Regions from separate parts of the Canis lupus genome. Here region 1 is linked to region 2. The links are chromatin contacts, called in public Hi-C maps. All regions are on one chromosome and are shown on one strand. The core of a region is the stretch at or near the end of the contact, and the rest is flanking DNA. Distances in the headings are between cores, read along the strand shown. Region 1 has its middle 69 kb from the start of TOB1. Region 2 holds the start of TOB1 (protein Tob1).

What was found. A called contact is a pair of places that touch in the nucleus more often than the background predicts.
Region 1: a contact with region 2 is called in a Hi-C map of amygdala, with 6 times the contacts expected there. The contact joins the enhancer-like site here to the promoter of TOB1 in region 2. A contact is called at or near these places in 4 of 9 Hi-C or Micro-C datasets (amygdala, blood and tumor fibroblasts).

What each region holds. Positions count from the first base shown.
Region 1 is chr9:26,757,434-26,763,204 of UU_Cfam_GSD_1.0, reverse strand. No RefSeq gene overlaps it. Among named protein-coding and RNA genes, the nearest start is that of TOB1, 69 kb to the right of the region's middle. Within about 2 kb of position 3,299, at least 10 of the 20 cell types and tissues checked have an H3K27ac peak or open chromatin away from gene starts, as enhancers often do.
Region 2 is chr9:26,689,393-26,694,868 of UU_Cfam_GSD_1.0, reverse strand. TOB1 (protein Tob1) reads left to right here and starts at 3,385. Exons shown (of 2, transcript XM_038547714.1): 1 at 3,385-3,402. It overlaps LOC102156847 (a long non-coding RNA gene), which reads right to left and starts at 3,842. Exons shown (of 5, transcript XR_005364495.1): 1 at 3,650-3,842.

The DNA.
Region 1 (5,771 bases), core at 2,050-4,549, 68 kb before region 2:
GGATGGGAGTGGGAGCAGCGGAGGGCTAAGGGGTCTCGGGAAGGAAGCTTTGGTCACAGCAACCAGGGTGCCCGGCCCTTCTCAGGGGCCGGGGCCCAGAGCTCTCCTGATGGAGTTGTGCCTTGGGCAGGAAGCCCAGCAGCCCAGGCGCCCTGGCCAGCAGCGGAGCCTCCGCAGGAGAGGACTGTGGGAGGTGGGATGGCTGCAGCCTCTAAGCACCCTTGGGAGGGAACGGGCACGGGACCTCGGAGGAAGAGGGCAGTCGCCCCAGCCCGTCGGCAGCGGAGCTGAGCTGTAGAAGGAAAGGTAAGGAAAGGCCTGGGCATCAAACCATCAGCAAGAAGTGCCCACTAAGGACGAGCATGTTTCCCCCGAGGAGAGACTCCCGTGGCAGGAGGCTGCTCCCACCGCAGACTCGGTGTAGATCCTTTGGTTGGGCCCTTTTTTTTTTTCTTTCTTGATTTTTTTTTAAAGATTTTATTCATTCATTCATTCATGAGAGACAATGGAGAGAGGAAGAGGCTCCATGTGGGGAGCCCGATGCAGGACTCGATCCCAGGATCTTGGGGTCAGGCCCTGAGCTGAAGGCAGATGTTCAACCACTGAGCCACCCAGGTTCCTCCTTGTTAGGCCCTGTTACTCGCACTCAGCCAGTCTGATGTCCTTGGGTCTGGTCTCCCTTCCCCCGCGTTACCCTCCCCCACCGCAGCCACTTCCTGTTCAGGAGCAGCTGCGTGTCCGTCCGGGCTTGTCCCCAAGGTCAGCGGGCTTCCCATGCAGCCAGCAGCCCCACCCCAGCCTGACACCTATGCCTGATCCAGGGAGGGGGGCGTGTGGTCTGAACTCCCTGGGTCCTCCAGTCTCAAGGAGCGAGCAGGACCAGGTGGGGGGGTAGGGTGAGGGGGGGGGGTCCTTCTCTGTTGACTAGCCTGACCTTCTACCCTCCTCCAGGGCAGCCTCCTAGGCCATTCCACATCAGTCAGGTAAACCAGCAGATCAGTGCCCTGGCCAGGTGTAAGGGCACCCCGGGCACCCCCACCCCCACCCCAGCCCAGGGGAGAAGGCAGTGTGTATTGGGGGATGGTTCTTGTAAAGAAGACACTTGACCCCATGGCTGCTGAGGCTGAGGGGGAAGCAGGTGTCCACTGCAGTGAGTGGCAGGGAGGCCTTGCCAGGGGGATGACGCACAGGGCCAGGGCGTCAGTGACACACATCCTCACAAACCCTCCTCCCCGCCTGGGGTCTTCCCGCTGAGTCTGAGAACTGCTCCGAAGGAGCATTTTTGCTTCTAGTCCTCTCGCCTCCCTGAAAATGCAGGTAAAAGGGGTGGGCGGGTGGACCCCGAGGAGACCACCAGAGGCCAAGGCTTGAGAGGAGAAATCTCGAGTGCCCAGGTTCTAACACAATTCACCTGCCTGGAGGGTGGGCTCCTCCTTCCGGGCCTGCTTTTTCTTCATTGAAAGCCTTAAAAAGTGAGCACTGGATTGTTCTAGAAACTCTGCCCCAAGCAGGGTAGGGCAGTAACAGCAAGATCATTTCAGAAAATTCTCCTGTGGTCGGAACATGTGCCCAGCCCACCTCTGCCCACCAGCTCGGGTGTCCCAGGCCAAGTGAAGGCCTTAGGGCCAGAAGGTCCTTTGGGAACAGAGCATGAGCTAGGCCCAGTCCTGGATCACTTTCCTTAGCCTTCAAGGCAGCTGAGGCAGGGGTTTCCCCACCAGAGGGCCGGCGCTTAGGCCAGGGTCTCGCCCCGGACACTGCCAACACTGGGGCAGCATAATTCTCTGTTGTGTGGTCTGGACTGTGCACTGTGGGATATTTAGCAGCATCCTTGGCCTCAACCCACTAGATGCCAGGAGCGCAGGCACACCCCCCGGCTGTGGTAACAAAAGTGTCTCCTGCCATTGCCAAGTGTCTCAGGAGCAGAACCGACCCCAAGAGAGCAACTGTCTTACACAAAGGGTGTGTCCAGAGACAGGCCCACATTCGAATCTGGATGGTCTGCTTTTCCTGCTCCCCCCTCTCCGTAGGTAAAAGTCTCCTTTGAAAATCTCTTTCCAGAGCAAGCCTGCCCAATTCAGTGCATGGGCTCCAGGTGCTCAGTCACGGGCGGACCGTTGAAAACATCTGCCGACAGGGGAGCAGGCCTGGATGCAGAGTGGGTGAGGTGGAGCCCGGAGAGGGCCCTGGGGGCGAGGCAGCTGCAGGGGGAGCACCTGCCTGGTGGCCACGCCCCTGCTTGGCCTTCTGCCCAGACGCTGTGCCAGGCCAACGTGCGCAGCCTCACTCATCACCTTGCAGATGGGTCACCCTGATTCACGGCCGCTGAACGTGACCTGGAGTTGTCTCGTTCCAGAAGATATCTGCAGTGGCCGAGTGACCTCAACACTTACCCAGGTACACTCACTCCTGAAGACCCTCAGATGGGACCAGTGGACTCAGGAGGTGGTCTTTGGTTCTGGGTCCTGGAATGTGATGATGGAGGCAGTGGTGGAGAAGCTTCTAGACTCCAGGAACTTCCACTCCCCCCCCGCTCTGTAGCACGCTGTAAAGACACCTGGTACGCAACACGTAATGGTAGTTCTCACTCCAGCTCCCGGCCTGGGTTTCCTGAGTGGAGGCATTGGCCTGAAGGAGGGCCTGTAATAATTGACATGCACGGAGCATGTCCGCGTGACAGGGTCTTTATGTCCAAACTACGGTAGATTCATGCAATGCTCTATGGGGCTGGCACTGTGATTACTATCCTCCTCCTGCAGCAGAGGAAGCTGAGCTCAGAGAAGTTAAGTAACTTGCACAAGGTCACACAGCCAGTAAGCGGAGGAGGCTGGGCACATACCCAGGTCAGACCCAGCGCCCTGGTTGGGGCTGTAGTAGCCCAGGTGAGAGGCCAGCAGGCTGGGTAGTGGCCGCGGCTCTCAAGGATGGAAGAGGGACTGCGGCGAGAGGAGGGGCAGGGCCGGCACCCAGCCCCGTGTGGGCAGGAGTGGAAGATGACTCGTAGGTTTAGGGCCCGAGGGCCGGACCGGGAGGGTGGTGGTGCTATTTATAGATGCAGGGAGGCCAGGGGGAGGGGCGGGTTAGGGCATTCTTTGACACGGTGGAGCTGATTTGCTAACAGTGGACATTTAGGGTGAGATTCGGCACAACTAGGAAGACTCAGCACGTATTAAAATGCCCCTGAAGCCAGCAGCCCCCTTACCAAAACCGAACCCCGGGGTCCCCAGCCACCAGCCCAGCCGAGCTCCCAGCTCCCTCGCCCGAGGCCCAAGTTCCAGGCTCACCCTGACCGCTGGGGGTCGCCCCTGGCGCACAGACACGGTGTGGCCGGCGGGCGCCTGCCCTGGGTCTCCCCGGGGCTCGCCGTGGCCCAAAAGGCAGAAGTTTCTCTTGTTTCAGGGTGGGAGGGGGGTCCCATCTCCCAAGACCCCGAGCTGCCGTTCGGCCCCCTCGCTCCAAGCACCCAGCGACACCATTTCCCGGGAATTTCTGGGACCCCCCCCAGCAGGTTCTGGTGACCCTCGAACCAGACCAGGGGAGCGAGCGGAGCCCCCGGAGCCCCCCCCTCCCGAGCGCGCGGGAGCCCCAGGCTGGGGGACACCTTGTCCAGGGCGCCGGGGCCGCCGCTGACCTCGGGCGCAGGAGCCCAGCTGTTCCCAATCGCGTTTCTCCCCTGACATTTGCGTCAGCAGCTCTGCCCTTTGACCTTTAATTCCCGGGAGTGGAGGGTGGAGGCAGCTTTGGTGATCAGGACTAATTATTTGCAATTCGATCCAACCAGCAGTTTATTGGGGTTTGGCCTGGCTGCCTGCCCTCTGTCCGCCTCCCACACCCCCAGGTTTATGGCTTTGGCCTCGTTGGGAAGCTGGGAAGAACAGAAGGTGGAGTGGTTCCACCCGGGAGACGCCGGGTTCTCCTGCTCCTGGGAGTCCCCTGTGGGCAGTGACGCTTATAGAAGTGCTTTGAGACCCCCGGATAGAGGAGGTGTCCCCATGCACACACCCAGCTTGGCCTGGTGTCCTCTTGGGCCAGCCTCCAGCTCTGCTCTGGGCATGTTGGGACACGTCCCAGGGTGGGTTGGCCAGGCCAGGAGGCGCTGTCCTCCCAGCTGCCCTATTAGTGGGTGCAGGGCTGGGAAGGATGGGAGGGGGGCAGGCAGTGCCACAGCCATGGGGCTCCCCAGGTCCCGGGTCTCCTGTCGGTATCCAGTGTCCCTCTATATTTGTCCTCTTGGAGGGGCAGGCAGCCAGCCGGACCCATGACGTCTCCTGCCGGGCCTGGGCTATTTTGGAGCAGCCTTGGGGGGCTGGGTGGGGAAGGCAGGGGTGGGGTTTAAGGGAATATTTCCTCCTGGCTCCGGGTCAGGGAAGAGGCTAAGGGTGTGTGGCACGGAGAACTGGCCCCGAGGCCTTTCTCAGAATTCCCTTTGCAGCTACTCAGATGTTCCTCTGCTCGGGTTTCCTGGGGATGCCTGGGCTCTGGGGCCCAGAGGGCTGTCTGGGCAGGAACCCCAGTCTCTTCTCCAACCCCCTCCCCGAGATTTTTCCAGCCATTCAGACATCATCCCTCAATTAAAAAACATCTCGCTCCATGCCAGGGCTCACCTAGGACTAGAGCTAGCTCGGTGGCTCCCATCTGTCCTATTTCTCAGGGCACCAACATTTCCAGAAAACAACTGAGGATGGGACGTGGTCACCAGGTCTATATTTTGCTGAGTTAAGGACATTAAAAGGAAATGTCAAAGGAAAGTTCTTTTTAAACACACATACACAATTGAACATACACAGTACAAGTGAAAGGAGTGCGCTTCACATTGTGGGTCTGACTCTGGGAAAACCTCACTACCTTGTCCTTGTCTTTCTCATTTTGCCACGACCAGATGAGAGCGTGGCAATCCTGCCCATGGCCTCATATTCCAGGACCTACGGGTCCCTCGCGTCCCTGCCTGAGCCCAAGGCCTTGGGCAGCGGGGGACCCCCAGTACCCTCTCCCACTCCCACTATCTCGTGGAGCAGTCACTTTGCTGCTTTACATTTTTCCCACCCCCCAGCCTCTAATATTATGAGGGGAGCCTGGGGAGCAGTCTGGTCCCTGTGCGGCGGGCTGGTGCAGTCGGGCCCTGGAGACGTCAGCCCACGGTCTCCACACTTCTTTGAACCACATTTGGACACGGGCTCAGGCCTTTGAACTGGATCTGGATGGGGGCTCAGGCAGGCCGGAGCTGTGCCGCTTCCTGGCCCGTGATCTGACACTAGTCACAGAAGCTCCCTCCCTGAGCTTCCATTTCTCCTTCTGTAAAATGGGTGTACTGGCTCCTCATCACAAGGCTAGTGAGGACTAAGAGAGTGTTTGTGAAAGTATTTTGTGGACTATAAAGCTTGGGCAGGGGCAGTTATTATTATTATGAGAAACTAGTAAATGGCTGAAGAAAGAGTATCCCGAAAGCTGACCTCAGCTTCTGGGTGCAAAGACGGTACTCGCACCCACCCCCGAGTCTGTGATCTTGGGGCCACTCCAACCCCACAAAGGAGCCAAGGAAGTCTGATCCCTGTGAGTCAAGGCAGCCTGGCCTACACCAAGGCCAGGTGCTTGAATTAGGCCCAGCCCCTGGCCTGTGTTTGGACAAAGGGTCTCCACCTGCAAGGGGTTCTGTTGGCTTGTGGCAGCCGGCCCTGCATGGTTATGGATGTCTGTCACCCCCTAAATTGTAGAGAGGTGTGTGGAGGGCCTCCCCAGGAAGGAGGCCCTTTGGGGAAGGATAAGGAGCATTG
Region 2 (5,476 bases), core at 2,136-4,635:
TTCCTTTGATAAGAAGAGTAAAGCTTTCTTAGAAACCATCATATTGGGATCCCTGGGTGGCGCAGCGGTTTGGCGCCTGCCTTTGGCCCAGGGCGCGATCCTGGAGACCCGGGATCGAATCCCACATCAGGCTCCCGGTGCATGGAGCCTGCTTCTCCCTCTGCCTATGTCTCTGCCTCTCTCTCTGACTATCATAAATAAATAAAAATTAAAAAAAAAAAAAAAAAAGAAACCATCATATATATCGTTGGACCATGTATCTATTTTATAAACTAAATTTTATGTATGTAATTCTATTTGAGTAAGTAGAGCTGTAAAACAATCTATGCTTTAAATTTATGTATCATTATAATAGAACACTTACCATTTTTTGTAACATGGTATACAACAGGTGAAATCTGGAATTCATATATTTAAAGCATTCTAATATTATTAATAAATGTTAATCAATTAGTGTTCTTTGTGTGTAGAATGTTGTGAACACTGTATCAACTCCCAGAATCTGCAAGTATAATCTCTGGCTGAGACCAAAATCCTTAGCCTTTGCTAATGGAAAGAAATGCAAAGATTTGGTTTGGATTTTTGCTCATCAAGATAATAGGGAGTAAGCAAGTTATAAGGACATATTTTCCTACTGGACCAATTCCTTCAGTGGAATTGCTTGTCCCAAAGATAAATGAGTATGTTCAGTGTTATCTAGTTATCTTTCAATTACAACTGTCTGTGTTCCCATCTCTTTTAGAGAATGAATGGCTCTCCTCCACTAACCCATATGAAAAGCCACAGGAAACCACAATGAGGTTTCTTCAGTCATAAATGTGTGACTTCCTGTGAAAAATGTTTAGGAAAGAATTGGTTTACTTGGTTTTTAATAACTTGGTGATTATTTTATAATTGTTCCTCACCAACAATTTAAAAATGTGCATGGTTCATATTGCATGACTGTCCACAAGAAATGAACGACAATAAGGATAAAAATATTATGCTCGTATGCTAACTTTCAAGACACAAAGTTGATTCTCTAGAAGCTAAACAAGCCATAATAAGTACACATCAGGTGATGGTAACTTTCCTGTAATCCTCAGTTTACAAAGAAACAATGAGAATTTGAAGGTTTAGGACATGTCTCTCAGAAATCAAGGTGGGAGTATATATGCGTTTATATGTGTGAATGAGATAATAATTCACAGCACTTTCAAGAATTGTGTTTCATAATGATATTAGAACATATTTGTTTACCAAACAATAGTTACCTTCAGTGTGAGGCACTGCTCCAGGAGTCATGTGGAATGCAAAGTGGGGAAAGGCAAATGCTGTGATTTTCAGTGACTATTACTTGTCCACAGGCAGGAATATCTATTGTTGTGATAACCACCTGGAGCCTCATATCAAATGCTTTTTTTTTCCCTCCATAAATCAAAATAATCATTTAGCAGTTCACTCCCCTGTGTAATTCCAAAGTAAATGTTAAGTGGTAATAAGTGATGGAGGGGTGGGGAGGGCATTTAAAGTGTAAAACTTGTATAAAGGAAATTTTATACCTGTGACTTGGAAGGCTATGAATCTGGTTTTCCTTTTACTTGTAAACTATATATATATATATATTTTTTTTTTTTTTTAAAGATTTTATTTATCTATTCATGAGAGACACATAGAGAGAGAGAGGCAGAGGGAGAAGCAGGCTCCATGCAGGGAGCCTGATGTGGGACTCGATCCTGGGTCTCCAGGATCATGCCCTGGGCTGAAGGCCACATTAAACCACTGAGCCACCCGGGCTGCCCTGTAAACTGTTTTTTAAAAAAGAACTACATTGTAATTTACTTTAGGGGCATTGGGTTTTAAACGTGGAATTTTTAAATTGAAAGAGATGTTTAGAGATTATGTATCCAACCCTCTTTATAGGTGAGAGAACTGAAGGTTCATAGAAATGGGTAAAATCAGATCTGCCAATACCTGCACTTCAGTACTTTGCCCAGTATGCTGTGGGGCCTTAATGTGTGTGTGTGTGTTTATATTTGCTTTGAAACGTTCTCATATCCTTCGACTGAGTTCCAAAAACTCATACATTTTTGACATCTAAATTTTTTATTTAAAAATTCTACTTACTGCCATTGATAATTAATCAGAACCTATTGGATGACTGCTCTTGAATTTTAAGGCTGGGATTATAGATTGGGTACATGCAAAAAAGAGAATTTGTGCCTTCTCTTTGAGAATTCTTGAAAAGTATAGATAAGGTTGACAACATGGCAATTCATCTATCTTTGGTTAGACATTTTAATGTCAGCCAAGCCTAATATGCTCCTCTAATTATAGTGATATATTTTCCAAATTACAAATCAAGACACATGGCCCAACACATGGTCCTGCAATTCTGGATGTTTGGTACAGTATTATTTGCCTAATGGTAAGAGAAATTATGCTCTGGAGCACGTGAAAGATGAAGTGTTTCTCTTGATACTCCATTCCCAAAATATACTATCTTGCTTCTTGTAATTTCTGTGCTCAACTAATTAAAAAATTAAAAATAACTCACTTTTTTTTTTATAACGAATGGAACGAATGTTCATTATAGGAAACAAAAGATACAACTGAGCAAAAAGTAGAAAACACATGGACTATTTTGATGCAGAGAAACATTTCATTTAAAATGTTTCCATAAAATAAAGCACTTCCAACACTTTCACCATCATATCCCACTTTCCCTTGTTACAGAAAAATCCGAAGACAAAAAAAAAAAATCAGAATAAAACTTGGATGTTCTTAAAACACGCCGCCTGAATTTTAGGAATCCATACAATGACCAGTCCCATCCTCAACCCATTCTACAAACCTGTCTTCCCTTTCCCTCCCACACACACTGGGGACTTTAGCAATAGCCTTTTTTTTTTTTTTTTTTTTAATCAATTCGGTTCCCTCTAAAGGGGAACAGGGGGTGGAGGCACGAGGGCAGGAGAGTCAGGGTGGAGAAGAATAGGCCACAACCGGATTTTGCATCCATAAAGCGCAGAGCCTCTAGGCCTAACAGTCAAGCGGGTGTGCGCCCAAGGAGTACAGCTGGTCTACACCGCCGGCTCCGCGGACACCCCTCCCCGCGGAGAGCCGCGCTTTAACTTCCTTATAGCAGGTTGAGAGCGCAGGCCCCACCGTTTTAAGAGGAAGGCGGAGCCCCAGCTGGTGTTTTTCCAGGAAGCACTTCTTGAGCGCAGAGGAAAGGGGAGAGAAGGCCAGCGCGGGGCGCTTCATTCATTGCTCCTCTTTCTCCCCCTCCCAGCTCCCCTCGGCTCCGACTCGCTCTCTCCTCTTCCCGGTGCCAGTTTGACGTCGGTCTCCTGGATACCAGGCAGCCAATCGCCTCGCCGCTAGGGGAGAAGCGCGGCCAATCAGGCCTCGTTGCTACCTGTGAGTAATATTTTTAGCCGAGAGGGACGCCGGCCTCCACTCCCCCTGGAACTCCGTGGAGCTCTCGGCGGCAGGTTGTGGAAAGGGGCGCTTCCCCGCCCCCCGGGAGTCGCTCTCTTTCCCCGCCCGTTCTTTCAACCGAAGAGGATCTTAAACGCGCATTACAGGAAGGCGCCGCGTGTATGGGTCTTGATGTTAAAGTACCACTTGAAAACACGCGCAGGCACAGAGACCCTGAGATACGTACGCAGTTTGGCACGGAGGCCTGGGCCGGGATGTTTGGGATAAAATGGGATTCTTCCTGCGGTCTCCAGCCACCCCCGCGTCCAAGTGGCTGCCGGGTCGCACGGGGAGGTCGGAGGAGGGATGCGGAGGCAGTTAAACTGTCACCTGGGCGGAGGTGCGGCCAGGTGCTGTGTCTCCCCCACCCCCACCCCCACCCCCACCCCCTGCCCGGCACGGCGGCTTCGGGTTCTGCTGCTGCCACTCCCCGGGTGGCAGTTGGCCTAGGCCCCCGAGGTGATTAATATTCAATGAACCGGCTGCACGAGTCCCCGGCTCAGTTCGCCCTTTCTCTGAGGCTCTCCTGCGTGCACCGGAGGCCGATGTGGCGGCGCGTCCACGGGGGGGAATTTCCCGGGCCACAGTGCCACTCGCGTAGGGCATTTTTTGGTAAACTGTCCCCTCCCTCTCGAGGCCTCGGGCTCTCCCCGCTCTTCGCCGCCGCTCCGCCACCTGCCTGGCTCCCCTCCCCCCTCTCTCCGAGGCGCTTCGCCGGGACCCGGCGTCAGCCGCCCCACCCACCACCGTCGCCCTCACTGGCACTTCTCTCCCCCAATCCCTTTCCCAGCTTCCTCTTAGTCCCGCCCCCGGCGGCCCCAGGACGTCGGCTCATTGGCCGTCGTGGAGCCGGAGGGGTGTGGCCTCGTCCCCCGGGTCCCTCCGCCGCCCGGCAGGACATGGGCAGGCGGGACTCGGCCAATGGCGTCGAGGGGCAGGGCAGGGGCGGAGCCGCCGCCGAGGGTCTGGGGTGAGGGGCGGGAGGGCGGGGAATGGTTACGCGGCCCCGAGCTGTGTGACGCGAGGCGGGCGCGCGCGCACCCCTACGGGAGGGGGTGGGGGCGGGGAGGAGCCCATAAAACGAGAGGCGGGGCGCGCGCCGCGGCAGAAGGAGCGAAGCTCTGGCCCGGCGCGGAGCGGGCGCACCACGGGACGCTGGGCCAGGCCACCGGGCTGTGTGGAGAAGGGAGCGCGCTCGCCCGACCGGCCCCGCCACCCCGAGCCGCAGCGCCGAGCTCCCGAGGCCCGCGCCCAGGCCCCCGTCGTCCGCCCGGCGGCGCCGCGTAGCCTCCAGCCTGCTGGGCTCCGCCGCCCTCCGAGCCCCCGCCCTGCCGCCCCTGCTCCCCCGCCCGGCGGCCGGCTCTGTGGTGGACGCAGCCCGTAAGTATCGAGGGGCGGCGGGGCTGCAGCGGCGTCGAGCCCCGGGCCCTCGGGGACCGCGGCGCGGCGGCCGGAGCGCGGAGGGGAGCGGCTCGGAGGGGCCCCGGCGCGGCGGGACCTGGAGGCGGGGCCGGCCGGCGCCCGGGGGTGGGGGGGGCGGGGTTGGGGCGCCGGGACGATCGGCGAGCTCCGGGGGCGCGGTGGGCTCCGCGGGGCCCCAAGGGGTGCGGGGAGCCGCTGCTGCCGGGCTCTGGCCGGGTCCCCGGGGCCTCGGGCGGGGGGCGGGCGGCGGGCGGCGGGCGGCGGGTCAGGTTACGGCGGGGGGAGGGGAGCGGCTGACCCGGAGCGGCCGGCGCCCCGACCTGCCCGGCGCCTGGCCCGAGTGGTTGCTTTGCCATTTCTCGTGGCCTTCCTCCTCCTCCTCCTCCTCCTCGTTTTCGGAGGAGACTTGTACTCTCCTCCTCCTCCTCCCCCCCTGCTCCTCCTCCTCTCCTCCTCCTCCTCCTCTCGCTGCTGCTGCTCCAGCGCTCGGGCTCCGAGAGCTGTGAGCAGAAATCTAATGAGACCCAACTGGCTGTTTATGTAATTCTTCACACTCCTGCTTAAGGCGTTGCTTTAAACTACCTTTCGCGGA